3 separate regions of the Zea mays genome follow, and regions 2 and 3 are each linked to region 1. A link is a contact called in public Hi-C data. All regions are on one chromosome and are shown on one strand. The core of a region is the stretch at or near the end of the contact, and the rest is flanking DNA. Distances in the headings are between cores, read along the strand shown. Region 1 holds the start of LOC103644129. Region 2 holds the start of LOC100274056. Region 3 has its middle 18 kb from the start of LOC103645671.

Evidence for each region. Hi-C and Micro-C count contacts between places; a contact is called where the count stands out from the background.
Region 2: a contact with region 1 is called in a Hi-C map of ear, with 1.7 times the contacts expected there. The contact joins the promoter of LOC100274056 here to the promoter of LOC103644129 in region 1. A contact is called at or near these places in 2 of 25 Hi-C or Micro-C datasets (ear and tassel).
Region 3: a contact with region 1 is called in a Hi-C map of leaf, with 5 times the contacts expected there. The contact joins the enhancer-like site here to the promoter of LOC103644129 in region 1. A contact is called at or near these places in 4 of 25 Hi-C or Micro-C datasets (ear, endosperm, leaf and 1 more).

The regions. Positions count from the first base shown.
Region 1 is chr1:291,252,986-291,257,837 of Zm-B73-REFERENCE-NAM-5.0, forward strand. It overlaps LOC103644129, which reads right to left and starts at 2,509. Exons shown (of 1, transcript XM_008667326.3): 1 at 1,554-2,509. The coding sequence starts at 2,396. The coding sequence ends at 1,764. It also overlaps the pseudogene LOC111590125.
Region 2 is chr1:290,801,042-290,805,893 of Zm-B73-REFERENCE-NAM-5.0, forward strand. LOC100274056 reads right to left here and starts at 3,013. Exons shown (of 11, transcript NM_001353087.1): 1 at 2,684-3,013; 2 at 2,045-2,233; 3 at 1,870-1,923; 4 at 1,415-1,525; 5 at 1,243-1,305; 6 at 919-1,173; 7 at 640-786; 8 at 536-563; 9 at 379-449; 10 at 148-207; 11 at 1-38. The coding sequence starts at 2,932.
Region 3 is chr1:290,917,677-290,922,528 of Zm-B73-REFERENCE-NAM-5.0, forward strand. No RefSeq gene overlaps it. Among protein-coding and RNA genes, the nearest start is that of LOC103645671, 18 kb to the right of the region's middle. Within about 2 kb of position 2,090, at least 20 of the 20 cell types and tissues checked have an H3K27ac peak or open chromatin away from gene starts, as enhancers often do. A contact at or near this core is called in ear, endosperm, leaf and 1 more, where this site is marked.

The DNA of each region.
Region 1 (4,852 bases), core at 1,259-3,758:
TCGTTATTACACGTGTGAATTGTGCATTTACAATCCCTTTCGAAATGACTGAGCGAAAGAGGGCAAATGTGCGAGTTCTTTGCTCAACCGTAATCTCAATCAGATGGTGGAACATGCTACCACGGATGAAGAGGTCAGAAGTACAACAAGGTGCAGGGCATTCGTCACTCGACCGTTGCCTCTAGGTACAGACTCTAGCCATGCCAGGCCAGCTCCCCTCCCTCCAGGACACCAGCACCAACGACAACGGTCACTTGCCGCTACGCTATCAGACAGTAGCCAGCACACTTCACAAGCTTCTTCTCTTGCAGGCTCCAGCTGCAGCCCGACCGGCCTCCTTCCCTAGGATTCTTTTGCAGCTTCCATTGTCTCCCCATCTATTTAACCCACCCACCCCCGCTTCGTCTCCCATGTCCCAAAGCAAAGCAAAACAAAGCTTCAAAGCATCTCTGCTGGGATTTTAGCAAGTGGCAACGACGAGCGACCCAAAAAAGCAATCAATAGTCACCATATCAGCTCCTCTCGCTCCACACCCCCCTGCTCTGTGACTTGAGGTAGGACAGGAGGCAGAGGCGAGCAATGGGGTTCGTGCTGGTGGTCTCTCTGCCCTTCATCTTCCTCTCCATCCTCCTCGGCTTCGGCTTCTACTTCCTCGGCAAGCACTGGGGCCGGGAGGAGAGCGGACCGGCGTCGGCGCGCAGATCTACGGCATGTCGCTGCCGCCGCCCGGCGTCATCGGAGCCTCCTTGCCGCCGACTCAGCCATTCCACAGCAAGAAACAAGGGTCCGAGGCTGTGTGACTGAGATTCAGACGTCTCTCCATCCATCCATCCATTCTACTACTACTACTACTACTACATATATGTCTTGGTGGTGATGTTGGATTTATATTCTTTCTTCTTTAATTTCGCCCTGGTTGTCTTGAGAGTGTAGATTGAGAGTCAAATCTATGCTTGTGTCTAAAGATGGTGTGTGTGTGTGGATGTTGTGATATGATTGCAATCACACTTTATATCTTCTGTAATCATGCAATGGCGTTGCAGTAGAATGGCTTGTGTGTGTGACTCCTGGAGGCTATATATGTGTTTGAAGATTGCAACTGAGCATCTCCACAAGATCTTTCAATTTAGGATAATTCAATAAAGAAATGTTATAGCAGGATCATCTAAAACATTTCTGTCGTATTTCTTGAAATGTGCTATCAGATGTCTGAAGTTGGGGAAATGTCTGAAGGAGCGTTCGATAGGGAGAAAACCGAGATACCAAAATGCTGCCAAGTTCCAGAACCAGGTTAGCCTTATTTGGGTTATTTGGGAATGATTTTAAGGTTTGGTTGGCCGCCTCACCGTCCACGCCACAGATTTTCCGCCATCGCTGTGGCGGCCAAATTGAGCGCCGCTGCTTAGGTAGGGTGTGGCAGCGTTAGCGCCATACCAAACATGCCCATATGGACTAGGATAGGAACGAACAGGCCCTCAAAATCCCCTCCAATGTAGATTGGAAGGAAACCGAACGAGCCCCTTACCAGTTCCACCAAAATGAACTCACAAGCATTAACATTAATAGGTATCATCGTAAATTCATAATACCGAGAGCATTTACTCTCTGTTACAATCAGATCATTTCCTTATTATTATTACAAATAGATAAAACCAGCACCAAAATTCGCAGAAAAACAATTCTGCCCAGAATGAACAAGGAGGAGAAGAGGCCAAGAAGGCAAGGCAAGCAACACGTGCTGATCGCTTCCCCACCTGACCTGGCTAATTGCAGAGCAAGAACCTGGTGAGCACGAGCACCCCGCAGGCGGCGGCGAAGAGCGCGAAGACGGCCAGGTCCCTAGTCTGCCACCTCCTGGGCCTGTCTGCTGCGCCCTTGGCCTCAGCGCGAAGGTTCTTGGCCCTGCGCAGTGTGTCCACCTCCTTGAGCAGGTCGAAGCGGAGGCCCTTGCGCTTGAGCTCGGAGACGCACCTGGCCAGGTACAGCGCATCCTCGCGCTCTCGCGCGAGGACGCGCTCCAGGACGGCCTCCGTGTCGGACTTGTACCACAGCGCCCAGAGCATGGTGAGCGAGGAGAGCAGCGAGACAAGGTAGGGGATCCACGACCGTCTGCATGCTGTTGTCGCTGCCGCCGAGGCAGCGGAGGAGGAGGAGGAGGAGAGGAAGAGGAGCAGCACGGAAGCGGCGTGGAAGGCGAAGAAGGCGCAGTAGAGGAAGGCGATCTCTTTGCGGGCGCCGTTGAGGCAGGCCTCCCATAGCGCCACGCGGCGCGCCAGCAGGTCCTCCTCCTTGACCCACTGCTTGAGCAGCAGCCGGTGCGTCTCGCTCGCCGCGATCTGGCTCAGCGGGTGTTGCTGTTGCGCCTCCGTCACGACGAGGGCGCCGGAGTCGGCCATGTGGGACGGCGGCGGTTTCGTCTCGTGCGCGTCCTAGTTCTGTTAGGATGGATGGACCGATGGAGGGAAGGGAGTTTATTTGGGGTACAAGTGCAACGATCGGGGGAGGGCGCGTGGGCTGAAAAAGGTTTGGGGAAAAAAGCCGAAAGCAAACGAGTTCGCGCACATGAGCGGCGCAACAGTCGGAATTTTCTCGGGCCGAATCATTCACGTTTCGTGGTGGCCGGTGGACCTACCTGGCACACATTAAGACTGGGTCACTGTGGACTGAGATTTTGGTCCACTAGTCAGTCTCAGTCCTGCAAGGGATCGGCCCACTAGACCGTCGGCAGTTCTCGGACTCGATATTTTTACGCAAAAAAAACATGTCAATCAATACTGCAATAGAGGATAGCGGCATGAATTTCATACCCCAGAAAAATGCTTCAAAAAGTCTTCACAACGCCCCAGTGGAGACACACTAAACACTATCCCGGTGGTGTCACTGTCCTTGGTCAATAAAAGGATCAAGTACTCTCATCGTTCTGGTGTAGTGAACCGCTCACAAAAGTGTGCTGTGTCAAATATTTTTTGTGATCCCAGTTACCTAGTGTACTTGTACACCAGACATAAAAGTTACAATAAGGGTGACAACAATCATGCTGTAGGCGGGCGCTCAGTCACATTGGACATTTGTGTAATGCATCTAAACGACACTACTACAAAAGGCTAGCTGCATAGGAGCTAGAATTTTGTGAAACAACACAAGACCTTATAACTCTAATCCGAGTTCATACAACGTGCCAACAAAAATGATCGTATTGCTACAGGAATCAAATGCAGCAGCTTCCAACCTGAGTAAAATGTCCATGTGCAATCCACACTCACTATATTATACTATAATGAGTAAAATATTGTTGTAATGAATGTTCAACTCCACAATGGTTTGCTTATTAACCTAGCTTTGTCCAAGTATGGAACTCATTTCCAGTAATTTTTGGCTTGATTTTATTTGGTGGAGGCTCTATACCTTATTTTCCCCCTTTGGTGGCTCCCAACCCGAGTATGTCACTTATTAACATGAGAGTGTGGTGTTAGTGGAGATCGTGTTCCATTACTGCTTGTCAGGTTCACACCATAAATCATAATGATTACCCCTTTATATGATACACACAATGAAGGTATCCACTATTAGAAAAGTAGACATTTTTTGGATTAAAACTAGAATAGAGACCATGACCTCAAGACGATGGAGATAAGACCATTGTTATTGTGCCAAGTTGGCTTAATTAGTGGTGCTCCAAACATAGTTGTAGCAACAAGTGTAGGCTACCAGTTACCACAAAGGTGACCACATGAGTGATGAAATACCACTACCCGATCAATGATATTCTAAAAAAACATTGTGCAAGCTCAAGGTTCCCTATGACAGATAGATGAAGAAAGGACTTGTTCCCACATTTTCGTTTTCGATATACCCTGTTCCCGTTCTCGTACCGCAAAATAAATATGAAAATGAAAACAGTAGAGGTGTTTTACCGACCGCTTTGATCCTTATACCAAGCTCAATGAGATCAATGGTGGTGCACAATAATTACTCCCTTATGAACTAATGAGATTGCTAACCAAGCGAATTTCAACTTTCAAATCCCTCACTAGGTAATGATTCTTTCTCACACTCAATATGAGTATAAATGCATGAAGTGGGTCGAAGAAGATGGGTATATTTTCGCCCCCTACTACTTCAGGTAACTAAAAAGGTTGTTTTAAACATATATGTAACTATTGGGATCAACCTTTTCATGTATCAAGATTTCAAACTTGTAATGTTTGAATGGTGCAATCCTGACACTATGGCGCACTAGACTACATTTCTAATTTATCCATAATATGGACATGCAGTTATATTAGACTCTTTGGATACTCTAAAAAAGTGTACATTGACTTTGAAAGCATATTGAGCTTGCAAGTGATAGTACTTATTATTTTGTATTTAACATACATGTTAAATTTGTCGTTTACTCCTATGGTTTTTATACACTGCTTACAAGATGTACCTCGAGGATTCTAAATCCGTCGATCCAAGAAATGAGAAGAAGAAAGAACATGATTAACTGTTAGGCGTGACTTCCTGGTACGTATCAATGTTCGTATTTTGTATTATATCATGCATGCTATCTATAAGTTTTAATCGATTGCAACCACCCAGACACTATTATGTGGATACTATGCTTGTGAGGACCTGAGAGAATCTCACAAATTCAACATTAGGTACAAATAGCTAAGTAATGCACAAGTCTGGTGGACAATAGAATGTATCACCCAAATGCAAATATTGAGAACCGTAGGACATATGTGGAGTCATCTTGCACAAATGCGTGATGCATAAGTCCTAGTGGACAATAGAATGTATCACCTAGATGCAAATAATCAGAACCGTAGGACATATGTGGAGTCGTCTTGCACAAATGCGTGCA
Region 2 (4,852 bases), core at 1,763-4,262, 450 kb before region 1:
CCTTCCTGCACAACATAATCCTTCCCTTCCAACCTCAGCTGCAGTCAGAGTGCCAGATTAAATGATAACAAGACAGAAAAAAAAGATATTTTTAACTGCATGTTTCAAATCACTGAATGTAAGGTGTAGCAACGCAAATATCTTTACCAGCCCTTTCTCCCTTGCTACTCCAAGAGAACCAGCTGCAACAAAATCATCATAGGATACCTGAGGTATGGTAGTATTCATTGTACAATTAGTAAATATCAAACAAAAAAAACATTTAACGGTATATCCAAATTCCATAGAGGTGAATCATTGCCATTTGTATATCATAGCATGTAAACTGAAATCTGAAATTTGGTCATTCAATTCTCATCGTTTTGTACATAAGCTTACAGTTTCAGCTCTGATGAATCCTTTCTGGAAGTCACTATGAATAACTCCAGCTGCTTGTGGCGCAGTCATGCCTACATGTAGAATCACATGCAGTAATAATGATAACGAAAACCTCTTCAAATATTACAGTACAAATAATTGTGAGGAAGAAGGAAACCTGAAAGAATAGTCCAAGCTTTTGTTTCCTAAAAGGACACAGTTATAGGTCTGTCAGTTTCTGTTAACTGCTTTGAAAAAACTTTGACAGCACGAAAGATGCACCTTGTCTCCGGTTGTGAAATAAGTTCTTAACCCCAATAGATTATATGTTGCTTTTACCAAATTTCCTAGTCCACTTTCAGCAACACCAAGAGATTTTAAATATTCTACTCTCTCTTCTAGAGGTAGCTCGGCGAGTTCAGCTTCAACCTGTTTATGCATTCCATGATTTTGTTAGCATAGGTGGAATACATATGGTTAGGCAATATAAAAATAAAATATTATTTCACAGAAATTTCTTCAAAAAGTTCTTGTAATTTCGATGTATAGTATACAACAAACCTGAGCTGATATTGTAACCATACCAGACTGCAAGTCTGATGCTGCTTTAGCCACCTCTTTGACATGAGAATTGCTATCAGGTTCAGCAAGATCAGATTCTGTCACATTAGCAACATAAATGACAGGTTTCATAGTTAGCAGATAAAGGTGTTTTATAGCTTCTTTCTCATGCTCAGCTAAATCGACCGATCTTGCAGGCTTTCCTTCCATAAGTGCCTGCTGAATTTTTTCCAATCCTGATTTCTCTGCTTGTTCCTAAGTAGTGAAAACAGTTAGAACATAGAACAAAAAGGTCATCAGAATGAAAGAATTCGTATGTATTACCTTCACTTTTACTTGGGTATCTTTCGTTTTACTCTTGTTAAGCTTATCTAGCCTCTTCTCTATCTACGGTATTATGCAAATGTCAGCAGTTGGACAGGATTACAGATAGCAAAGAAGTTTCTTTTGAAAATGCGTGATAGCATGACAAAGGGAAATCAGTTCACCAAATTACCTGTTCAAGGTCTGAAAATATCAGCTCTAGGTTAATGACATCAATGTCTGATCTGGGATCGACCTTGCCATTGACATGAACTATATCGTCATCCTCAAAGCATCGCACAACCTGAGAATCCAGTAAAAAAACAGATAATTAGTTATTCCTAGAACCTCAACAGCTAATATCTTATAAGAAGCTCATCCTATAAGATTTTGCTATCTCCAACACATAAGAAATGACAATGAAGCATCAGCAGTGAGTTGCAGTGCTGGATAAGGATAACAGAGTGGCTCCCAATTTTACTTCACATGTCGCATATCAATAAAATTGGACGAAAAAGGGATATCTGATGGAGAATTGTATTAGCCTGTAAAGTATAAAGATGCCAGCAGGATGGCGCACAGTAATTGACAGACACTGGAACTTGGCAAATATATGAGAGCTTAAGAGTACGGGTACAAGAAACCAACCTGAAGTATGGAATCCACTTCACGAATGTTTGAAAGGAATTGATTTCCTAGTCCCTGTTTTCAATTGCCAACCATAATACCATTATGTATAAACTAATCTGGAACCATCTCACATTTGCTCAGCGGAGTTGGAGGTATCCTGCAGGTTAATTGAAGACAATGGCAAAACTGGTACCTCTCCTTTGCTTGCTCCTTTGACTAGACCAGCAATGTCCACAAGCTCAATGGATGTTGGGACCGTCTGCTGGGACTTGCTTAATTTTGAGAGCACCTGCAAACGAGGATCAGGGATAGCCACCACACCAACGTTTGGGCTGATGGTGCAAAAGGGAAAGTTTGCAGCTTGTGCCTTCCCGTTTTCAACCTGAAAAATATTGATAACAGAACTAACATTAAATCATTCCTTGGAAGAACATGTCCTATGTATATCACATACATTTCTCCATTCGAAGCATTTTACTCAAGCAAGTCCAGAGGGCAACTTGCACAGCAGCAGAACTACACAAAAGAACAAGATATTATGTGAACTTTATCGACTCTACAAATTATACAAACCTACAGTGTCAGCCGTTCCACAAGAATATCTATGTGGCAAAATGTCGAACAGTTGGCGTCCACCGACATCCACCCAACATACAGGCTACAATTCCATCTTATACCGAGCTAATGAACGAATCCAGAAGAGCATATATAGAGCGGAAAATAACCTACACATTTCTGTCCCATCTAGATTCGCCGGTTATTACGAGTTCTTGACAACACGAATTCCTCCAAGGAACAGGAAGCAATGAAACAGGCAAGCTTAGTAACTCACAATGGCGTTGAAGAGGGTTGACTTGCCGACGTTAGGAAGCCCGACGATACCGGCGCGGAGGCTCATGCTAATCCGTGCCGCGCGGCCGGACGAGAACCGCCGGGTGCGGCAGGCCCGGCTCCAGCGCCAGTGCTGGTGCAGAGCCGACGAGCCGTACGGGGAGGGCAGGGTCGTCGCGGTCTGCGCCACCGCGGGCGCCCGCGTGAAGCCCGCGAACGCGGAGCCGAGCGCGCGCGACACCGTCGTCATGGGCAGCGCCGGAGAGTAGTTCGTGGGCGGCGCGGGAACACGGTTGGGCGTACGGTTGCCAGAGACAAGAGCTGCGGGATGGATAGATGAAATGGCACGTGACCCGCGCAGAACGCACGTGCAAGTAGGGGTGCCAATTAGGTAGGGATGAAAACCGACGGAAATCATTGAATCGCAAGACCATATATAAACTAAACAAACAGAATTTGAAGACTGCCAAAGAAGAGCAAAGGAGAAATCCTTGAAGAACCAGAAAGTTGAAGCCACTCTTGGGTGCCTAAATGACGAAATTCACGGTATCAACCAAGATGACACACATGATGATAACCCAACAACAAAAGCTTCACGAGAAAAAAAAAGACTCAAATCATTCATCTCCATTGACAACTTCCCCGCTATCAACAAACCTGCAGATGTTGCGATGGCCTTTAGACTACAAAATCAAGATGCTACCAACTTATGATGGCCAATCTGATCTATGATAATTTTTTATGAGTTTGTTATGGCAGTAAAAGAATAATTGCAAACAGCATAATTTTAAGGGAGATAACAAAGCCACGCTGGCAAAATCACTTGTTATGGCAGTAAAAGAATCAGCTCAGCAATGGTGTATCTTCTTTTAATTGTATAATGAAAGTAGCAAGTGAGCATAACTCAACTCATTTGGTAAAAAGTGTGGTTATACACCTAACCACCTAGGTTTAAAGTCTGTTTAATTGTTGTAATTTGTCAGGCCTGGTATTTGGTAAACTGTGGCTGTCACAAAAAAGTGTGCCGAGTAAAATCGATGCTAAAATTATGGTAAATTTTGATATGAAAACAAGTATATGACATGTGCAAGAGGATGCTAAGTGTGAGTGACGCGTCGTAAATGTGATGGTCAACCAAACAGCCGCCAAAAAAACTATGGCATTACCTTTAACGTGGCAAGTTTTGTTCGTGAACCAAACTGACCCTTAATTTCTTCCACGCCGTTATTTTCTTCTCGATAAAAAAATGACCTAGTTTCCCTTAGGTTGGTCACATTTTCTTTATTATCATACAGACTGATTTAACATAAACACGACATTTGGCGCACACACATAATAATTGTTTTCTTAGAGCAACTCCAAGAGTTTCCCTTTATTGCTCCTAAAACTTTATTTAGGATGAAAGATGTAAAAATATGGACTCCAACAACTTCTCTAATTCTTGCGAAAAAATAGAGGTATCTGAAAAAACTCCATCCTCCTCCCGCATATTTTCGTGTCTCCCATCCTCCCCAATCGTCTTCACGATTCACCCTACCCCGCATGCAACTCCATCAGCAAGCGCAAGCTCCAGAGAAGCGTGGACATTGATAATTCACCGGTCGCTGCTGGAGCACTCGATTATAGCCCTGTTTGTTTCGGCTTCTGGCAGCTTCTGGCCACCAAAAGCTGCTGCGGACTACCAAACACTCAGCTTTTCAGCCAACTTCTATAAAATTCGTTGGGGCAGAAATCATCCAAAATTAACATAAACACATGATCGGTTGAGTCGTTGTAATAGTAGGAATCCGTCACTTTCTAGATCCTGAGCCTTATTAATAACTTTATCTTCTCCACACGTAATCGTAATGATACTCAGATTCTCCCCGCAGCCAGATTCTCTCCACAGCTAGATTTTTAGAAAAGCTAGTCAGAAAAAAGATGAACCAAACAGGCCCTATGTGTGAGGCTTTTGAGGACTACGAGTCTACGACGTTTGTGCACCTCGTCAATCGTCATGGACATCACGCTAGGACGCAGAGCGCCCGGAGTCAAATGAGAGGGAGAAAGAAAGAGATCAACAACTAATGGACATGACAGTGATTGAATGGATGATATTCATAGATGAGATCGATGACAGGTAGAGTTCACATGTGCTGACGTGGCTAGTTTGAAAAGTATTGGGGAATGT
Region 3 (4,852 bases), core at 840-3,339, 340 kb before region 1:
AGATTTGGAATCTAGAATGTGATGGATTCTACTATCGCGACAACTTGATTGATTCAATGTTTACGTTGATTTTAGACGATTTTAAATTAAACGATTATAAAAATACAGACAACAAAGCTAAGTGTTTTAATCGACAACAGTTTGGATGGTGAGAAGTTAGGAAAAGGCCGAAACAAAGACCGCATATTTGAAGTTTGAACTACGCTCGAGTCGAGAGGTATCGTCTCTTTGCAGCTGTCGTCCTAGGTTGCCAGCCCAGCTCACAATCCGGCTAGCCGCCGGGACAATAGGGCTCACTTGTCATCGAACTATTATGTGCCTTGCTACCTACCAAACAAAGAGCAAATTCAAATCCAGCAAGACCAACACGAACACAAGCAGCGCTCTCTTCACGCCTCCTTTCGTAGGGATGAAAACGGGTCGGGTATACCCGTCGGGTACCAGATATAGGTAGTACAAATACCCGTTTTTCGGATACAGATTCGGGTAGTTTTATATTCGGGATGGACACGTGTAATACCCGGATACTGTAGCTTCGGATTCGGGTCGGATACGGAGCGAGCACTACCCGGAAAATACCCGGATATTCGGGTCGGAGACGGGTACCCGTTTTTTCTTTTTCAGCATAATATAGTTATAAAATCATAACTTTTACATATGAAATCGGATGAAGATAAAGTTTATATAAAAATTGTAGAGCTTGAAGAGATCTATAACTTTGTAATACATCAATTTTTTGTTTAAACGTATCTTTTAGACCAAAATCAATGAAATAATGTCCAAATTTATATCAAATTAATAGACTTTATCATTTTTATGTGGGGCTTAAGGTTATCTCCACGTAGGAACTTAAGGTTATCTTTTTATAGACTATTTATTAGTATTGGTAACTTATTTGTATTTTTCGGTCGATACTACAATATTTTAAGGATTTCATTGTATTTTGATGATTTTCTATGACAAGAAATTAATAATACATAAATAGCCTCAAAAAATCGTGAAATTTTACGGAGACACAACATATGTCCATATATAACATCAGACAATTAATATTGCGCAAAAAATGATTATGTATTGCTTAACTTATGGATGGTTGGACAATTAATATCATCGGACGAACTACCCGACAATTATCCGGTACCTACCCGAGTAGTATCCATTATCCGTTTTTTACCCGTCCGGATTATTACCCAGTTCCGTTCTATATCCGTCCCGAATATTAACTACTCATATCCGGTCTCGTATCCGAGAGAAATACATTAGAATATGATACGGGATGACCTTATATACGGCTATATCCGTCTCGTTTTCATCCCTATTCCCTCCGTCTCGCGCGCCTCGCCTTCGGGTTCATGCTTTGGCCCAGCATGCTCCGTTCGTGTTCCCTCTTGTGGCCCGGCAAGCGCTTCCGGCCCAATTTGTACGGGTGGAACTTGGAGTTCTCATCCACCCGGAGTCGACCTTCCTGCGAGTCGCCCAATGCCCAATGAACTTTCCGTGCGATGCTGCCGCTGCCGCCTGACGTGTGTTGTGTGCAGGTGCAGCGGTCAGGAAATCAGGCACCGCGTCCGCCGTGGATGTGTGGATAAGGAAGGACGAGAGGTCGGGACGTGGTCCGTGTCCCCAAGTCGGAACGAGCCGAGACGTGCGTGCAGGTGTGCGCCGTCGACTCCAGTGGACCAATCCGGTCGTGGCCGTGGCATATGCCGCTTAATCGCTTGCACGCCAACGCCGATGCGCTGGCGGACGTCGACCCACCGTCCCGTGGCCGTGGCAGGCGTGGATGCCTCACCCTCATGCCTGGGTGGCGGACATGGACGACTCTCGGTTTGTTTTCTGCCATCCGTTTCCGTCGATCTCTATTGCGTGGAAGTAGTAGTCGCCTAGTGTTGTTCTCTGCAAACAAAGCGAACAAAAAAAGGGATTTTCTGCGTTTATACGAGCATCTCCGAGAGTTCAAAACACTCTTCCGATCTTTAACTTCTGTCAAGATTTTTTTAAAAAAAACATAACTTTGAATAAAGCTTCTCCGACACTCACGTGCGCAGTCACGGCCGGCCCGCGTGTCCGGCCCTCTCGTCACCTTCTCCAGCGTCGAGCACGTGGGTTCCTCGTGACCATATCGAGCAATGAAGGCAGCGACTGTGTCCAACTGAGAAGCTGGAATCTACAGTTTCTCGCTGTGCCGGATCCATCGGTACCTTGTAACTGGATTCTCCCCTTTTATTATTTATCATTATTATATGCAGATGATTGGCGTCGCTCATTTGCTTCTTCTCGCCGATGAGTACAATCAGCACTACTACACCATCCGCCATCAGATGCATTACTATTCTTAGTTGAATGATTCTGATCACGTCGCCATCATCCCCACGCGAGGACACCAAGTCGATCGCCTTTTCTTGTCTACTCCCCCATAGGCGAGTTGACTTTTGCCGCTGAATCCTTGATCCAGTCGGCGTCAACAGTTCTCGACTCCTCCTTGCCCAAGTTTCCCAATTCCATCTCTCGAGAGAAAACGTCGTGCAGCGCAACTGGGTCACCCTTCTCTTCGACTTCTCGAGGCGCCCTTTTCGCCCTCTTGTTGTCGGAGTCGCACGCGGGATTCCCCCTTCTTTTCCCCTCCTCATTTCTCGGGATCAGCGAGCCTAGGCCTAGCTGAGGTGTTGGCGCCAGCCAGCATGAAGTACAAGAAGAGCCGCGACGCCACGGGCCTCGGGTCCAACAGCGACGGCGGCTGGCAGAAAGGCGGTGGCGATGTGCCGCCGAGCATCCAGCTGGACATCATGGAGCACCGTGGCGCCGCCGCCACAACCGGGCTCGGGACCGGAGGCACCGCCGACTCGGCGTCCTTCTTCGAGTCGTGGCGTGAGCGGACGCCGGGCAGCAGCGGAAGCGGGCGCGGCAGCTCCGGAGGGGGCGACGGCCGGGAGCCGCCCGAGAAGCGGCTCGCGCTATTCGCCCTCCGGCGGGCCGTGTTTGAGAAAGCGGCAAGCGACTTCTGTTGAGTTTGTGATCCAAATTCTGAAGAAGGCGACCAAGTTGGCGAGCGAAGCGGAGGCCCGTCGCCGGGAGGCCTGGGCCATACAGATCGTTTCCCTACTCATTTTAGGGTTTCACCTCTATAAATATCTTTGTAAGCCGTAGGAGATAATTATCTCAATTGTAAATCTCCTGCGATCTATAACCACCCGAAAATAGTGAAAAGTTGCTGGCCGGCGCCCGTGGTTTTTCCCCTTCGCTTTAGAGGGGTTTTCCACGTTAAATCTGTGTCTTCTCTGTGATTGATTCCCTTTGTGTCGTATTCATTTATAACAAATGGTATCAGAGCTTTGGTTGTTTGGTGATCGGTGTGCTAGGGTTTCCTGCCGGCACACGGATGTCGACGACAATGAAGTACGATCTTCCGCTGCTGGATCTCGACACGCGTTTCTCGCTGTGGCAGGTGAAGATACGGGCGATTCTCTCGAAGTTTGATCGTGACCTAGATGATGCCCTAGATGGATTTGGCAACAAGGACGCCAGGACATGGACTGATGAGGAGAGGCGCAAGGATCGTAAGGCGCTCACACATATTCACCTTCATCTGTCTAACAATATCCTGCAGGAGGTTCTGGCGGAGAAAACCGCCGCTGCTCTCTGGTTGAAGCTGGAGTCGATCTGTATGTCAAAGGATCTGACCAGCAAGATGCATGTCAAAATGAAGTTGTTCTCCCACAAGTTGCAGGAAGGAGGCTCCGTTCTGACGCACATATCAGTGTTTAAGGAGATCGTGGCCGATCTGACGTCTATGGAGGTAAAGTTTGATGATGAAGACCTAGCTCTTCTTCTCCTGTGTTCCCTCCCTGCATCGTTTAGCAATTTTCGAGATACCATCCTATACAATCGTGATACTCTAACCATGGCTGAAGTGTATGAAGCTTTGACTGCGAAAGAAAAGATGAGATAGATGGTTAACTCGAAAGATGTTGCTGGCTCGAGTGGAGAAGCTTTGTATGTCCGTGGCCGCACTGAGCAAAAAAAGTCCAACTCAGGTGGCAAAGGAAAGGAAAGAACCAGAGGGGTCGCTCCAAGTCAAGGGGGCATCCGATGAATTATTTTGCAAATACTGCAAGAAGACGAACCATGTAATTGAGAACCGTTACAAACTGCAGAACAAGGAGAAGAGGAATAAGGAGAAGGGTAAGACCGGTGGTACTGTCTCTGTTGCATCCGAAAATAATTCTGATAATGGTGATGTTCTTATTGCCTTTGCTGGTTGTGCTGCTGATGATGCCCAATGGATCCTCGATTCTGCTTGCTCGTATCATGTTTGCACTAAAAATCTCTGTTCAGTACCTATGAAGCTGTGCAGAACGGAGGTACTCTTCGGATGGGTGATAATTCCCCTTGCACTGTTGTTGGCATGGGCACCATGCAGATCAAGATGTTCGATGGGATTGTATGCACATTGACTGAAGTGCGGCATGTTCCATCCATGTCCAGGAACCTCATCTCTCTGAGTACTCTGGACACAAAAGGTTACAAGTATACCGCCGGTGACGGTGTCATAAAGGTAACAAAAGGCTCTCTTGTGGTTATTAAAGGTGATTTGAAAGCTGAAAACTTATATGTGCTTCGAGGTAGTTCTGGCTCTGCTAATGCTGTTGTTGCTTCTGATTCTGAGACTACTAAAATTTGGCATATGCGCCTTGGCCATATGAGTGCACCTGGTTTGGCAGAATTGAGCAAGAGAGGCCTTCTTGATGGTTGCCATGCTGATACCCTTGATTTCTGTGAGCACTGTGTTTTCGGTAAGCATAAAAGGGTAAAGTTCAGTTCTACTGTTCATAATACCGAAAATATTCTTGAT